Linked DNA regions of Zea mays: region 2 is linked to region 1. Evidence: chromatin contacts called from public Hi-C data. All regions are on one chromosome and are shown on one strand. The core of a region is the stretch at or near the end of the contact, and the rest is flanking DNA. Distances in the headings are between cores, read along the strand shown.

Region 1 (7,543 bases), core at 1,904-4,403:
TGCTGGCCTCACAAATCCAAGAGGATATCTGCTCATTTCGGTTGGCTTCCACAACAACTCTGTAATTCATATCCTTTGTATCCCATCAACCATAATACGTACCCCCTCCCCCTATCTTTTTTTTATCTACACATTCTTCTATTCTACTACAAGTAAATTAACCCATATTAGTTAGTAGATTAAACCTTATATCTACAAACTCTGTTTTCACCTAGTTCACTTAATCCTAAATTTGTCACCTAGAATAACTCGGGCATTTATAACTACATATACAACTACCAGACCATATGCAACTACCTTACCTATTAGATGGTTGCATAACTCCTCTATTTCAACCTAACAACAAAACATAGATTCTGACTAACCTACGTACCTCATGAAATCTATCCTTGCTCTAGCCATATCTTATCTTAGACCTAAAAGATATCCATGCTTTCTTAAAAGCACCTATTAATTAGTACTTAAAAAAGAAAAAAACCTTCGATCTTTGAACCAATTAAGAAACTAAAAGGTAAATCGCAAACCAAAGTTGTTGCATTCCTTTTCTTACTAATCTCGAGGACGAGATTTTTTTAAGGGGTATAATTTGTAACACTCCAAAATCCTATTCTGGGTAAATTAAGAAAACTCATTTCATGATTTAAATAAATGTGTTTTCAAATAATAGATTAACTAAAAGATTCTTATGTGAAATATCCTATGTGTTAAAGATCTACTCTCTAAAAAAGAATAAAGTTAAAACTATCTCTTAATATAAATTTTATATAAGAAATTATATTCTTTTAAATAAACATGTAAAGATTATAAATTTATTTTATTGTACTTCTAAAAGAGGCTGTGTTTTGAATTATTTTCTTTAATAATTATTATGGAAAAACATCTTACATGAATTATTTCCTATCGATTTTCATTTGCTTAAATGGATAAATTAATTAATAAAAATGCTTTGCATTCATGTTGAATTTTTGTTTGTTGCAATTTATGCTTGAAATAGAAAATTAACTTAGCTCTAAATTAGACGAGGGATTCCTTTATCGCCCCCTTCTCAAGAAACCGTAGCAGGTTTTCTAAAGCTAGTGGAACTTTGCAATGGCCTCATAGTGGATCCCTAGCCATTCACCTTGGGAGTATCTAAGGATCTTGCAAACCTTGGCTAGATGTGATACACGACTTGTGGGTAAAGATGTGCAACCTTTACAGAGTGTCAAACTGGTATATTAGTCGTGCTCAAGGTCATGAGCGGCTCGGACACTCACATGAGTAATTTATGGAATTAAACTTAATCTATCATATGCATTGCATTGTGGAATTTTAATTGGGTTGGTATAAACTTGTACATAGTGATTTCTAATAAACTTTTGACCAACACTAAAAGCAATGCTCGGCCTTAACCATTCTTTTTAGTAAGCCTTACACTTCACATGAGTCGCCACCGTAAGTGAGCTCATGCGCATTATTCCCCACAACTTGTGCGATGAACGTATGTGAGTTCACTCTTGCGAAACTCATACCAGGTCAAGAACAGGTATCGCAAAATGAGGAGCATGAAGGATGCTAAGATGAGTTCGTGAGAGGTCTAGGTCATCGTCTCCAAGTCAACTATAGTTGAGGAGAATCGTTGTTGTCATATCATGCATTTATTTAGCTATTTTGTACAGAACCCCTATTATATAATAAAGATGTGGCATTGATTTTTGTACCATGAGTCATCATATGTGTGAGACTTAATACTAGCACAATTTGAGACGTGCTTGGATTTCTTTAGGAAATTAAAATAACCCTCTATAAATCCGGGTGTGACATACCACCACAACAAGGTAGATACCAGTTAAGCCGAGAGACCCCAAGCGATTTTGTAACTATCTATTGTGTTTGTGATATGCAAGTTAAGGGTCAGCGGTATGGAATGTGGCTACTATTTATTTGGATTGTGCCTACTATTTATTTTATTTGGACTGTGGCTACTATTTATGAAAAATCCACGGTCGGCTTTGTAAAATTCTGGACCTAATTTAATTTTCTTCCCATTATGCTTTGGACTGTGGGTTATTTATAAAAATTATACGGGCCCATAAACAAAATTGCTACAACAAAAGGTTACCGAATATTCAGAGCCGTTGGATCCTAATTTGAGGGTCCTTATATAATGACCGAACCTGCACGCATCCACTACCACAGGATCCGTAATCTACGACCAAGAACGCGCCACACCATGACAAACTCTGAGCCCTCGGATCTGATCTCGACGACTCTGATTTAATCAGGCCGAAGAGGTATGAGCTTCTAATCGGGACCGTCCATCACCGAATGAACGATACAGGGGCCTGCTTCCTCCCCCCGATCCCCAACCACGATGACGCAGTGCACACTGTGGCAACGATCCCCGCCTGAGCTGCCCGCATGGCCCTTCCGGCTCCCTTCCGACCACCCAGCAAGCGCAAGAGGACGCGGAGACAAGGAGAAACACAAGGAGAGCATCCTTACTTAGTATCATGCTGTGCAGAGCCCTGGTAATGACACATGGTCGTTGTTCGGCGGTGAACACGCTCCGATCCGACGAGAAATCATGGAGGCACCTAAGGCTATCACCTCCAAATGAAGCTGCATCAAGCTTTCACACGCACAGGCTATCATCCTCGACCACACCGTGTACATAGGCGATGATGGAGGTGCGGGACCATGACTTCCATGGCTTCGTGGCATCACCTTCAGTCTAGTGAAAAATATCCTTTCACCATGATCCCCAATCTCGCTCGTTATGGCTCTTGCATGAGCTACATGTCCAGCGATCTCCCATGGCCATCCTCTGAAGGTTGAGAGGCGGTGTATGCAGGGACTGGTTGTGGCCGAATTCTCTCCCTCGCTCGAACTTCACGACGACGACGCTAGTTGGCTCCTCGCGATGGTTTCGGATGACCGGGGGGCAGCGACGAACGAATTTGTATAGCCCGGACGAGAGCGCGATGCAAATCCCTACCATCCCGCTCGTATCTAATGTGATTCTATATTTCTATTAGAAGTTCGCGTTCGCCACAACGGAGAAGACGCGCTGACGACTCGGGCTCACGTGGCAGGGAAACAACTAGAGTCCGCGCGCGTAAGAAAGTCGCTGACGCAGCGGACCCACACGCCAGAGACCGTGACGGTTGGGAGGTCTAGCCTAGGCGTGTGTGTGGGAGGGCAGTACTGAGCCGCGCGGGATACTGGGCTGAACTAGCGAGTGGGCCACGGGGCAAGTGAATTGGCCCCAACACGCAGGGAGCCTTTTTCTTTTGTTTTCTTGCATTTTCTGTTTTATTTGCTATTTTCAGATTTCAAGTTCGATTTCAAGTCTTCAAACTCCAACCCAATTTGAATTGCAAACTTTTAATTTAGATGCACAAGCAAAAACTCAATCATGATATGCAAGTTATATTCACTTATTAACAATCTAATTCCTTTGAATAAATACTAATACATAATCCATGAGCAAAGCAATTTACTCATACAAACAATTGCCAATCTTAAATGTTTATTTACTTTATGAATTTCAAATTAGAATTCTAGTTTCAAGATATAATCTAACTTTGAATATGACATCATTATTTATTTAATTTTAAGAAAATGGTTCAAAAGCTAATAAATTCCTTATTTAAAAGACATTTTAAAATCCAAATTCTTTGAAGCACTTTTCTGCTAATCGAGACACGATTTTAGGGTGTTACAACTATGATTAAGAAACTAATCACAAACTTCAGTAAACATTTGCGACTAGCAACAACTATAAGTCATATTTTTCATAGTGTTTTCTCTATGTAGCTAATCCCTAAATAACTTTATATACTATATGCTCTAAATTATTCTATGTTTCCAAATGGGCTATACTACTAGCTCCACTTGGCACATTGTGTCAACCTTGTTGCATATAAGCGAAGATACTGTCGCGTGGATACACGCGTGACAACACACAAATTATTCGATAAAATGTTAGTGCACAAGATTACATGAAAATGAATAATACAAATATTATCATTGACCTCAATATCATACAAATTATTACGCAACATGATCTGTCAATCCCCAACCGAACCCTTGACACTTATGCTTGGTGCCCGCTACAGAAACTCCTCAAGCTGCTAAGTTAAGTGGGCAGTCCTAGATGATTTAGAGAGGAATAGCAGGCAAGTGAGTTCAAATGAAGAAATCTACACCTTCGGATTGGTCAACGAACCCTATGGTGGCGATGGCCTTGTCCTTCTCAATCCCAGGCGATAGCCCACCTGCGTGACGCAATAACCATACGTCAAATTAGGGGCACCCACCAATCAATCATAGATCTGCCCGAGACTAGCCCCGCGTGGAGGTGACATCGAGAAATCGGAACTCTCGTAGGACAGGGCACCGAGCACCTAGAATGGTTGACTCACCTTTCTCGAGGGTCGATCCAGCTTCCTCTTTAGCATGGTCTCGTCGGATCTGAAGGAGTGATATAGGGTTTCTAGTGGAGAGCGAGGAGAGAGGAGAGGCAGTGGCTTTTGTGGCGCGATCCGATGGAAGAAGGTGAGGCGACAGAGGGGGAGGTGAAACAGAGCTATTGGGATGGAGAGGCTTGGACATAGGTTGATTACAGAGGAATATAAGGGAGGGTTTACAAAAGTGTTGACACCGTACGACCATGGAAATGATAAAAATTGGTAGAGATAAAAAAATCTTGAAATGAGTCATTAAAATATTTAATTTAGAAAAGAATATAATATTTTAAAAAAATTAATTTAAAATGATTTATAATATTTACAAAATCTTGAAACAGGTTATTAACAAAATATTTATTTTTAAGAAACGATTATAATATTTAAAAAGCCTGAAACGAGTTATTAATAAAATTTTTGATCATTTTAAAAGGGTCAAGTGTGGGGTCCATCTTCTCTGCCCATATACGATAAAATAAAATATTTCCATCATATGTTTCCGGATGGCCGTTGCGAGATTGGCGTTGGTTTGTTGCACCCTCTTCGTTCACCCTCGTGAGCCCCGCGCCAGCGCCGTGTTGTTCCTAGCGCAAATGGAGGCCACCGTGGCACCATCGCTACCGCACAGGATGCGGTGGTCGGTGGAAGAGACGAAGCCCCCAGGTAGATCATACTATTTTAATAAAAAACTAAATTTAACTATTGTAGTGAATCGACAAAAGAAAACTTAATTGTAATTGTAATGAACAAAAAACTCAATCTTTTATAGTATAGATTTACATGTGCAAAAAAATGAACTGCAACTAAAGATGAACAAGAATTAGTTTTAAACTTTTGAAATTTCCCACCATATTTGAATCGTGTTTTTTCACCAGATTTCAGATTGTATTGCAATGTATATACTAGTGTGGTTCTCCTTGATGCATCATGACAAGATTGGCGTCTTGTGGCTGTGATGTTTGATGACAGCCTCCTCGATCAGGTTTTGCATGGACAAGCTAGCCAAAAAGAAACCCTTAAACCTGCATTAGAGTGATGACGTAGACTCAGCCGAAACTGGAGGGGGCAAGTGGAGCGGCCGCACCGAGCCCCCAATTTTGGAAGGGCCTCCAAGCTACTTGTACATGTATATATAGTCTTAGGTGTTGGATTCGACCTTCTAAAGTTACAATGGTCATGTTTTTCAATTGTTTAACTAACCAAAACTACGTCTGGAATTTTAATCGTCATGTTGCCGCCGCCTTGGTTTCGTCCGTGACTTCGTCCGTCTGTTGGCCGACGATCGACATAGGTCTAATGGTCCGTGCATAGGTAAATTTTCCAAGAAGCTTCTCTTGTCCGGAATAATCTACGGTATTCCGGACAGTCAACTTAGAATTGATATAGATGGACTTATGCACCTAGAAATAATCAACTAGACAAAATAGTTAGTACAAAAGATTTATGATGGTTGTCAAGCACCAAAATCGATTATATAAAATGGTTAAGCCATTTCCCTTTCACAAACAGTTCACTAAAAAACAGATTTGAAGAACTCCAGACATTCAAGAGTATATTTGGGTTTTTATTGAGCTCGACAATATTGAAGTCGTTAAATGATACTGAACTAGAAGCATGTTGCAGCAAATTCGCAAAAACATACTCTCCGCAGGACAGTTTTGACGTTGAGGTAAATGATCTACTATCTACGTTGAAGGTTTTGAAGTTAAGTTTGCATGAAAGAACAATGTCTTCTATGGAGATTTTTGAGTATGTTCGGCAAATGAATTCGTATCCAAATATTTCAATCGCTTATCGGATATTATTTATTGTGCCTGTGACTATGGCATCGGTTGAGAGAAACTTTTTAAAGTTGAAATTGTTGAAAAACTATTTAAGGTCAACGATGTTTCAAGATCGGCTCAACGGATTGGCTACTTTATGTATTGAGAAAAAAATATTGGACGAGGTTGATAGCAACACTATTATCAATGACTTCGCATCAAGGAATATTAGACCAAATTTTTAAGGTAATATGTACAAAGATTTAAAGTTGTTTTGATATATTAGAGACTTTTATTATTCAAAATTTGCTTATGTACATAGAAGAAAGTGTATATATATAATTCTTAAAGGGCCCCAATTTTTTGTTTCGCCTCATGTCCATAAAACCTCAAGACCGGTCTGCGTAGTACCTAGAACAAGTTTTCTCATGCATCCCCTTTCACGTACGAGGCTGCTACAAAGCGTGGCGGCATATAGGCCACGTGTTGCTTCGCCGCAGCCAATTCAAGATGCAGCCGGGGTGGAACTCGTGCTGGCAGGAGCAGGGCATGACGACGACCTCCATGCCATCCTGGAAGTCCTCGAGGCAGATCGCACAGCCTCTGCAGCTAGGGATGGATTCAGATATCTAGAGATCCGAATTATCCGTATTCGTATTCGGATAAAGTGCTAATATGAATATTCGTATTTGTATTCGATTTTAATATGGATGTTAAATAGATATATCTGAATTCGTTTTTTCTCTATCTGGTTTAAGATTCGTATTCGACAACATTCGACAAAACTATGAAATATCCGATACTATTCGTATCCGAAAGGTAAAAGTATTCAATAAAATCAATTTAAACTTACTTTTATTACTAATTACAAGTGATTTTAAACATTAAATAATATACTAAAAACTGAAGTACACCATTTAAAATTTTAAATGTTAAAAATATTTATATTATAAACAAATGACTGTGTTAATCTTACATTACTAGTGATATACAACGATAAATTCTAATTAATATTAAAAGTCTAATTTGAATACATTAGATTATTGGAGTTTTAGAGTCCAAAATACAAATATACTTAATATACAAAAAGAATATATTTAGAGTCCAAAATATAAATATACTAGGTATAAATAATTTATTTAAAAATATGATACTCAACTAAGTTTCAACTAAATAATGTATATGTATTATTGTTCATAATTTGATTGTAATATGATTTTTATCAACTATAAATCCATCGATAAAACAAATTAATACTTGTTATAATGCTATGTTCTAAATCAAGTAAGTATCCGAATGTAAATCCGAATTCGAATTATCCGTTTTGTATTC
Region 2 (7,543 bases), core at 1,761-4,260, 340 kb before region 1:
ATTAGCTTCCTTCCTTACTCCAGCGTCTTTCTTGATGTCTCTTTCTGATTCAAAGCCCACGAGTCCAACCAAAAACAGCAGAGAATGAAGATGTGAGTAAGTAACACATACAATTCTTCTGATTTTTTATAAATTGTCTCGCTTCCTTGATGGAGGTGTATGAGAAGTCATGATCCATTGACAGATGGGTAATATGACTTGTCGGTAAAGATGTACAACCTCCGCAGAGTGTAAAACTGCTATATTAACCGTGCTCACGGTCATGAGTGGCTCGGACGCTCGCATGATTAATTTATAGAATTAAATTCAATTTGTCATTTGCATCGCATTGGGATTTATTATTATTTTGATCTACTATTACTTTGGTTTGGTATTTACTTACATTTAATAACTGCTAATAAAATTTGACCAACTTATAAAAGCAATGCTCAGCTTTAACTCTTATTTATTAATCAGTCTTACACTTCACATGAGCTCCTACATTTGGTGAGTTTATGCATATTATTTCCCACAACTTGTTGAGCTATGATCTTTTGTGAGCTCACACTTGCGATATGTAAACCCCCCACAGGTGAAGAGTAGGTGGTCAAAGATGAGCCGCCCTACAATGAAGCATACGAGTTGATCTAGGTGACGTCTCTCAGTCAGCTTTGTGGCGCCAGGAAATAATATTTAGTTCGCTTTATTTTTATAATTTATTTTTGTAAGACTTACGCTATATATGTAATAATGACATTTATGTTATATGTGACATTTATCTCTATACACTTTGTCATTATATATGATGTTCTTTCTTGGCGCATATATGAAATGCACCTGACTTTATTTCTTTAAATCCGGATGTGACAGAAGACAATGCGAAATGGAGAGGGAAACGGGAGCCAACCAAGTCACATGGAAACGGGAGAGGACTTACCCGACTCGCGCGGTGCGCCGGAATCTTCTAGACGAGGGTTAGTATGGGTTGTCTGGCTTCCTCGTCTAGCCGGCCTTATATCGATGCCAGATGTCCACCCTCTCCATCTACGAGGACTCGGATCTTGGGCCCATTCCTGTAGAGAAAAAGGTGAACCGGGCTGAGAACCGCCCTGGCCAACCGTGCCGCGCCGTGCCCTAGGGAGGGCCAACCACTCGAGCATGGGCTGAATTTTGCCTTCTCCGAGGAAGACGAGAGCAGACACCATGGGGATGACGAGGTGGTGGGGCAGCAATGGGGAGGTTGGACGGGCGAGGAAGAACCAGGGACATGTTTCAATACTACCTCTCGTTGGGTTGGGATGTGATATGAACTCTGTTGTTTTTTCTTTGACAACATTGATATGAACTCCGTTGTTAACTTATTATTATACACATGATTGTATCACGGCGTCGATCCTGCAACTCGATCCAAAAAATCTCTCTCTCTCTCAACAAGATATGACCATTTCCCTGCCGACTCTTTGTTGTTTAAAAAAAAAGAAACTAATTCCCTGCCGACTTCTTTCTAGCTAGGAGCACGTTAAGACAAGAGCCCGTGAAACGTGAGGGCAGAAAGCGCCAGAAGCCAGGCCATAGAATAGAGGCCGCAGAATGCACAGGCACAGATAAAGAGGACCAGAACCTCCCAAAAACATCCCATCCCATATTCACATTCGTCTACGCGTGTCTTTGGCACTATCATGCAAGGCCCTAGAGGCTACAACATTACCGATCTCTATCTACTTTGACATGTAATACCTTCGTTCTCAGTTTATTTTTCAACTAATAAAACATGATAAATAAAAAAGATTCGTTAGTTTATTTTTCAACTAAAACGGTGACAAATAAAAAGGAACGGAGAAGTACAGTAAATTGAAATTCACTATGTTGAAGACAACGAACGTAGTACGCAGAATATGCACATGCACTGATAGAGACGGCAAATCCGAACAAGTTCATTCATTCCTGGACCATTCGCCGCAAATCCGACGATGTCTTCTTCGCCTACGTCCATTCACACGAGAAACCGACATCTCCTCTGCTTCTCTTCAAGTCCTAACCAGCACTAGTGCTGAGAATTGGGTAGGATCGGGCCGGTCCGTCGCAAGCTCATTGTATTTGGGATTAAACGGGTTTAGATCTAAAAGGTTCAAAAAAAAATTTTAGGTCATATCGTGCTAGCTCAAAGAGTAGAAACAACGGTCTATTCGTTTCTAAAACACGCCGTGTCTTTATTGGACCATGTCGACCCAAATCCGACCCATATGTTTGAACCATACAAAATTCAAATATTAACCATATAAAGTACATATCGTACTAAACTAAATATATTAAATAATGTGAGTATCATTTGACAAAATAAAATTCAAATATTACAATCATATAAAGTCTATAACTTAAAAATTAAAAAAAATAAATAATATTGGTTTAATTGGACCGTGTTGGCCTAAACCCGCCCCACGCGTGCGGGCAGTGGCAGACCTACAGGGTATGCCGGGTATGCACCGGCATACCCTGTAAAACCAGCGAGTATATATATACTGTATATGTAAAAACTAAAAGGAAAAAAAAATAGTGCATTAGACAGTATGGCGTCATGATAGGAGGCCCATTAGGCGATTAAGATGCGGCACGAGCGGCAATATAGTGCATTGGATGTTTCATTTTTCTGACTCGTAGTGCCCGGTAGACTGCAGTCCACCGCCGTTTCAGTTTCCTAGTGGCATGGACGTTTCATTTTTCTAATCTAATCTTGATCGGAGAGAACGGAGCCCTGGCCATAGTGTTGGGTCGCAGTCTGCCGCCACCCTGCTCTAAATCGAAGGTTCGCTTCTCATGTCTCATCTATGGTATATATATTAGATTGTCAGATATAATCACGGTCTCTCGAAGGTTCGTCGTCTGGATCTATCGTCATACTATATATTGTTTTACCGAATTATATATAATTTTTTGCATCGCATACTCTATGGTCAAATTCTAGGTCCGCCACTGCGTGCGGGTCATGCTAGGGGCGCTAGAAAACCCGACCTAGGCCTGCCTTTAGACTATACCAGTCTAACTCATATTATTTCGTTCCGGACTATGTTATAGCCTCCTGTTTTTAGTCCATGCTCGTGCTTAAAAAAAAGCCCCCATGCATGCATAAATCTAACGGCGCGCCTCCTATAGGCTATAGCACTGCCGCATGAGAAGATAGCGCCCGCTGCAATGAACCGCGCTTCTTGGTTGCTCCTTGTTCTGGTGCAGCTCTCTTGCTTGCACTGCTACTCAGCCACCCACCATGGCGGCGGCCGGAAGCACGGACGCCCACTACTACCCGCGCCCGCCAACGTCGTCGTCGGCTCCGTTGTCGTCGTCCACTCCGGCAGCTCCGAGGCTACCACCACCGCCGTTTCTTCAGGTGCGCATGCAACTATTGTGCTGCTTCCACCGTGGTGTTTATTTTGGGCCTCGATTGTGTGCCTGCCTGCTTCGACCGTGTACCTAGCTAACACAGTCTCAGGCACCCTGGTCGGGGTCCGGTGCCACGACGGGAACGGCCGGACGGTGTTCCGGAAGGACGGCGTCGTGACGGACCGCAGCGGCAGGTTCCGCGTGCACCTCGCGCACGGGCCAAGCAGCTCAAGCAGCAGCAGCAGCCACCAGCTCCGGTCCGTCACGTCCTGCTCGGTGGCGGTGCACCTCCCGCAGGCGTCGCCGCCGTGCGTCGCCACCGCCAGCTCCGCTCGCGGGCTCCACCTCGTCGCCCACCACAACAAGCACGACCACGGCGGCGGCACTCGCGTCTTCTCCGCCGGCGCCTTCTCCGTCCGCCCGGAGCTCTGCAGCAACAAGGGCCTGTTCTTCCCGCCGGTCCCGCTCGTGCCGGAGCCACCCAACGTCGGCGGCGTGCCCATCCCGCCCAACCCGGTCACGCCAGCCCCGCCGTCCCTCGTGCCGCCGCTCCTGCCTACCCCGTCTCCGCCGTCCGTCCTGCCACCGCTTGTCCCACAGCCACCGCCGTCGTCGGTAATACCGCCGTTGTTGCCGTTGGTTAAGCCGCCGCCGCCGCCACCGCCGCCCCAGCTTCTTCCACCCCTGGTGCCGGTTCTTCCTCCGGGGGTGCCTGGCGTACCGCCGGCCTCCGCTTCAACGAATCGCCGCCCCGTGAACGTGAATCATCCCTGAGAAAAAAACTTGGAGCTGTACTGTGTTGTCTTTTACATTTACACGCACGTACGTACGAACTGCCGTCAGCTGTAATTTTCTTGTTCGTCAATCTGAGCTGTAATTTTCTACTCTACCAAAAATGAAACTATTCACTATATAAAGCACTAATTTCCATCGTCGCTCTACATCGTCCTTTATCTCCTGTCGTTCACCTCTCATCGCCCTCGGGTTTTTTAAGTTGGTGCCCTCAGTTTTGGTGGTGTGTTCACTTATACCCTTAGTCGTGTTTTTTTGCTCAGCTGTGCTCTTCTGTTCTATAACACTGGAAGGACACAGCTGAGCAAAAAACACGACTAAGGGTATAAGTGAGCACACCACCAAAACTGAGGGCACCCACTTAAAACACCCTCCCATATTTAAATGGTAAAAAACTAAAATTATATATAAATAAAGATTTGAATCATGGTTGTTGACTTTAAACTCACATTCTCACTTATTTAGTCAACAAAATACATATACAAACACTTTGCTAGTAATATTAAAGCGAGAACGCAATGGATAATTAATTAAGCTCCCTCTATGGATAATAAATTGGCAAGGGATGATTTAGCCTCCCGCTAATGATGGGATTACCACTGGTAGAGTGAATCTTCGTTAGGTCCGTTTGGAACAATTTTTCTTTAGGTCCGTTTGCAACAGTTTTTCTGGAGCAGGCTACTAAGAAGCGTCTGACAGAAGCCAATTCTAATGGCTGGAATAACCAGAATGGAAATTTCGGTGCAAAGATTGAGCCACAATTAACACAAATGTGCCATACTGACTCTCCTAACATCCAAACACCTGCAACAAAAGCTAGTAGTAGTGCAATATCAACTCCAAGACTCGTTGGATGGGTTACCCCGTATTGTTGAGTATAGATTCTTGATATAACAAAAGCAAGATATCCATGTTCAAAAATAGCTCGATCTCTCAAACAACTAACAAGCTGCTGCATGTGGATCCTGATCTTGGTCTACGTTGACTGTCCAAATTGATGAAATCAACGTGTAGATGGTTTTTTTTTTCAGATCAAGGATGTCAATCAAGGGGCCTAAGAAAGATGCTCTTCGAAAAACATCGAAACATATGAAAACACTGAAGGTGAGCAAAGCCAAAGGTACGGAAACCAAAGCTTCGGCGTTGTCGAAGATGACTTCGTAGAAGACATGTGTGACACGTGTGCAGCAAAATGATACTCCCTTCGTTTCAAAATAGTGTTTCTTTTAGCACTTGATTTTTATGTCCATATTTAAATACATGATGTTGAACACACACACATATATATATATATATATATATATATATATATATATATATATATACACACTAGGTATGTGCCCGTGCGTTGCGACGGCGTATAAATTATTCGATAACTGTTAGTGCATAACGATCACATGAAAACGAACAACATATATATCATCAACCTCAATATCTCACTAATTCACACTAATAACATGAAATGTGTGTGCAACTCAAAATAGGGATAATTTGTTTCCTAATATGCCACCAATATTTACAGCTGACAATGGCGTCCTCTGAACCAAAAAAAAGTTAGCATTTGTCGGCGTTTCGAGACCGAGGGGTCCCTGGGCCGACGAGTGAAATGTCGCCGCGTGCCCCAGCCCAGATGGGTCGGAGCGAGATGGAGCGCGAAGGGGGGAAAAAGGCAGCCGGAGCGAGAGAGAGAGGTGAAAATCCCGCGGCCTTCGTGTTTGTCCCGCGCCCAGGTCGGGTGCGCTTGCAGTAGGGGGTTACAAGCGTCCACGTGAGAGGGGGAGCGAGCGGCCTCACGCGAGCGCCTGTCCCGTCCTCTTCCCCGCGCGGCCAACCTTCTGTAAGAGGGCCCTGGTCCTTCCTTTTATAGGCGCAAGGAGAGGATCCAGGTGTACAATGGGGGGTAGCAGAGTGCTAACGTGTCTAGCGGAGGAGAGCTAGCGCCCTAAGTACATGCCATCGTGGCAGCCGGAGAGGTTTTGGCACCCGGTTCGTGTGGTGTCGTGGCCGTCGGAGGAGCGTTGGAGCCTGGTGGAAGGACAGCTGTCGGGGCTGTCGAGTCCTTGCTGACGTCCTCTTGCTTCCGTAAGGGGGCAGAGAGCCGCCGTCGTCATAGAGCGTGCGGGGTGCCATCATTACTTGTCTGGCGGAGCGAGCCAGATGGGACACCGGTCTTGTTCCCCGTAGCCTGAGTTAGCTTGGGGCAGGGTAATGATGGCGCCTCCTGTTGACGTGGTCGGTCCGCGCCCTAGGTTGGGCGATGTGGAGGCTCCTCCGAGGTCGAGATCGAGTCTGTCTTCCGTGGCCGAGGTCGAGTCCGAGCCCCTGGGTCGTCGGGCGAGGCGGAGACCATCGGCTGAAGCCAGGGCTGAGTCCGAGCCCTAGGGTCGGGCGAAGCGGAGTTCGTCGTTTTCCGGGGCTGAGCCCGAGTCCGAGCCCTGGGGTCGAGCGGATCGGAGTTCGCCGTCTTCCGGGGCTGAGCCCAAGTCCGAGCCCTAGGGTCGGGCGGATCGGAGTTCGCCGTCTTCCGGGGCTGAGCCCAAGTCCGAGCCCTGGGGTCAGGCGGATCGGAGTTCGCCGTCTTCCGGGGCTGAGCCCAAGTCCGAGCCCTGGGTCGGGCGGAGCGGAGTTCGCCGTCTTCCGGGGCTGAGCCCGAGTCCGAGCCCTGGGTCGGGCGGAGCGGAGTTCGCCGTCTTTCGGGGCTGAGCCCGAGTCCGAGCCCTGGGTCGGGCGGAGCGGAGTTTCCTATGGTGCCTGAGGCCGGGCCTGACTGCCTGTCAGCCTCACTCTGTCGAGTGGCACAGCAGTCGGAGCGGCGCAGGCGGTGCTGTCCTTCTGTCAGGCCGGTCAGTGGAGCGGCGTAGTGACTGCGGTCACTTCGGCTCTGTCGACTGGAGGACGTGCGTCAGGATAAAGGTGTCAGGCCGCCTTTGCATTAAATGCCCCTGCGATTTGGTCGGTTGACGTGGCGATTTGGCCAGGGTTGCTTCTTGGCGAAGACTGGGCCTCGGGCGAGCCGGAAGTATGTTCGTCGCTGGAGGGGGGCCTCGGGCGAGACGAAGATCCTCCGGGGTCGGCTGCCCTTGCCCGAGGCTAGGCTCGGGCGAGGCGTGATCGAGTCCCTCGAATGGACCGATCCCTGACTTAGTCGCACCCATCAGGCCTTTGCAGCTTTGTGCTGATGGGGGTTACCAGCTGAGAATTAGGAGTCTTGAGGGTACCCCTAATTATGGTCCCCGACAGTAGCCCCCGAGCCTCGAAGGGAGTGTTAACGCTCGCTTGGAGGCTTTTGTCGCACTTTTTTGCAAGGGGACCAGCCTTTCTCGGTTGCGTTTTGTTCCGGTGGGTGCGCGCGAGCGCACCCGCCGGGTGTAGCCCCCGAGGCCTCGGAGGAGTGGTT

The links. A called contact is a pair of places that touch in the nucleus more often than the background predicts.
Region 2: a contact with region 1 is called in a Hi-C map of leaf, with 6 times the contacts expected there. The contact joins the promoter of LOC100278630 here to the enhancer-like site in region 1. A contact is called at or near these places in 4 of 25 Hi-C or Micro-C datasets (ear, leaf, root tip and 1 more).

What each region holds. Positions count from the first base shown.
Region 1 is chr4:193,529,746-193,537,288 of Zm-B73-REFERENCE-NAM-5.0, reverse strand. No RefSeq gene overlaps it. Among protein-coding and RNA genes, the nearest start is that of LOC103643045, 39 kb to the left of the region's middle. Within about 2 kb of position 3,153, at least 18 of the 20 cell types and tissues checked have an H3K27ac peak or open chromatin away from gene starts, as enhancers often do. A contact at or near this core is called in ear, leaf, root tip and 1 more, where this site is marked.
Region 2 is chr4:193,873,325-193,880,867 of Zm-B73-REFERENCE-NAM-5.0, reverse strand. LOC100278630 (Pollen Ole e 1 allergen and extensin family protein) reads left to right here and starts at 3,010. Exons shown (of 2, transcript NM_001151844.1): 1 at 3,010-3,361; 2 at 3,464-4,267. The coding sequence starts at 3,169. The coding sequence ends at 4,128. It overlaps LOC103654342 (a long non-coding RNA gene), which reads right to left and starts at 1,256. Exons shown (of 2, transcript XR_566033.4): 1 at 917-1,256; 2 at 1-44.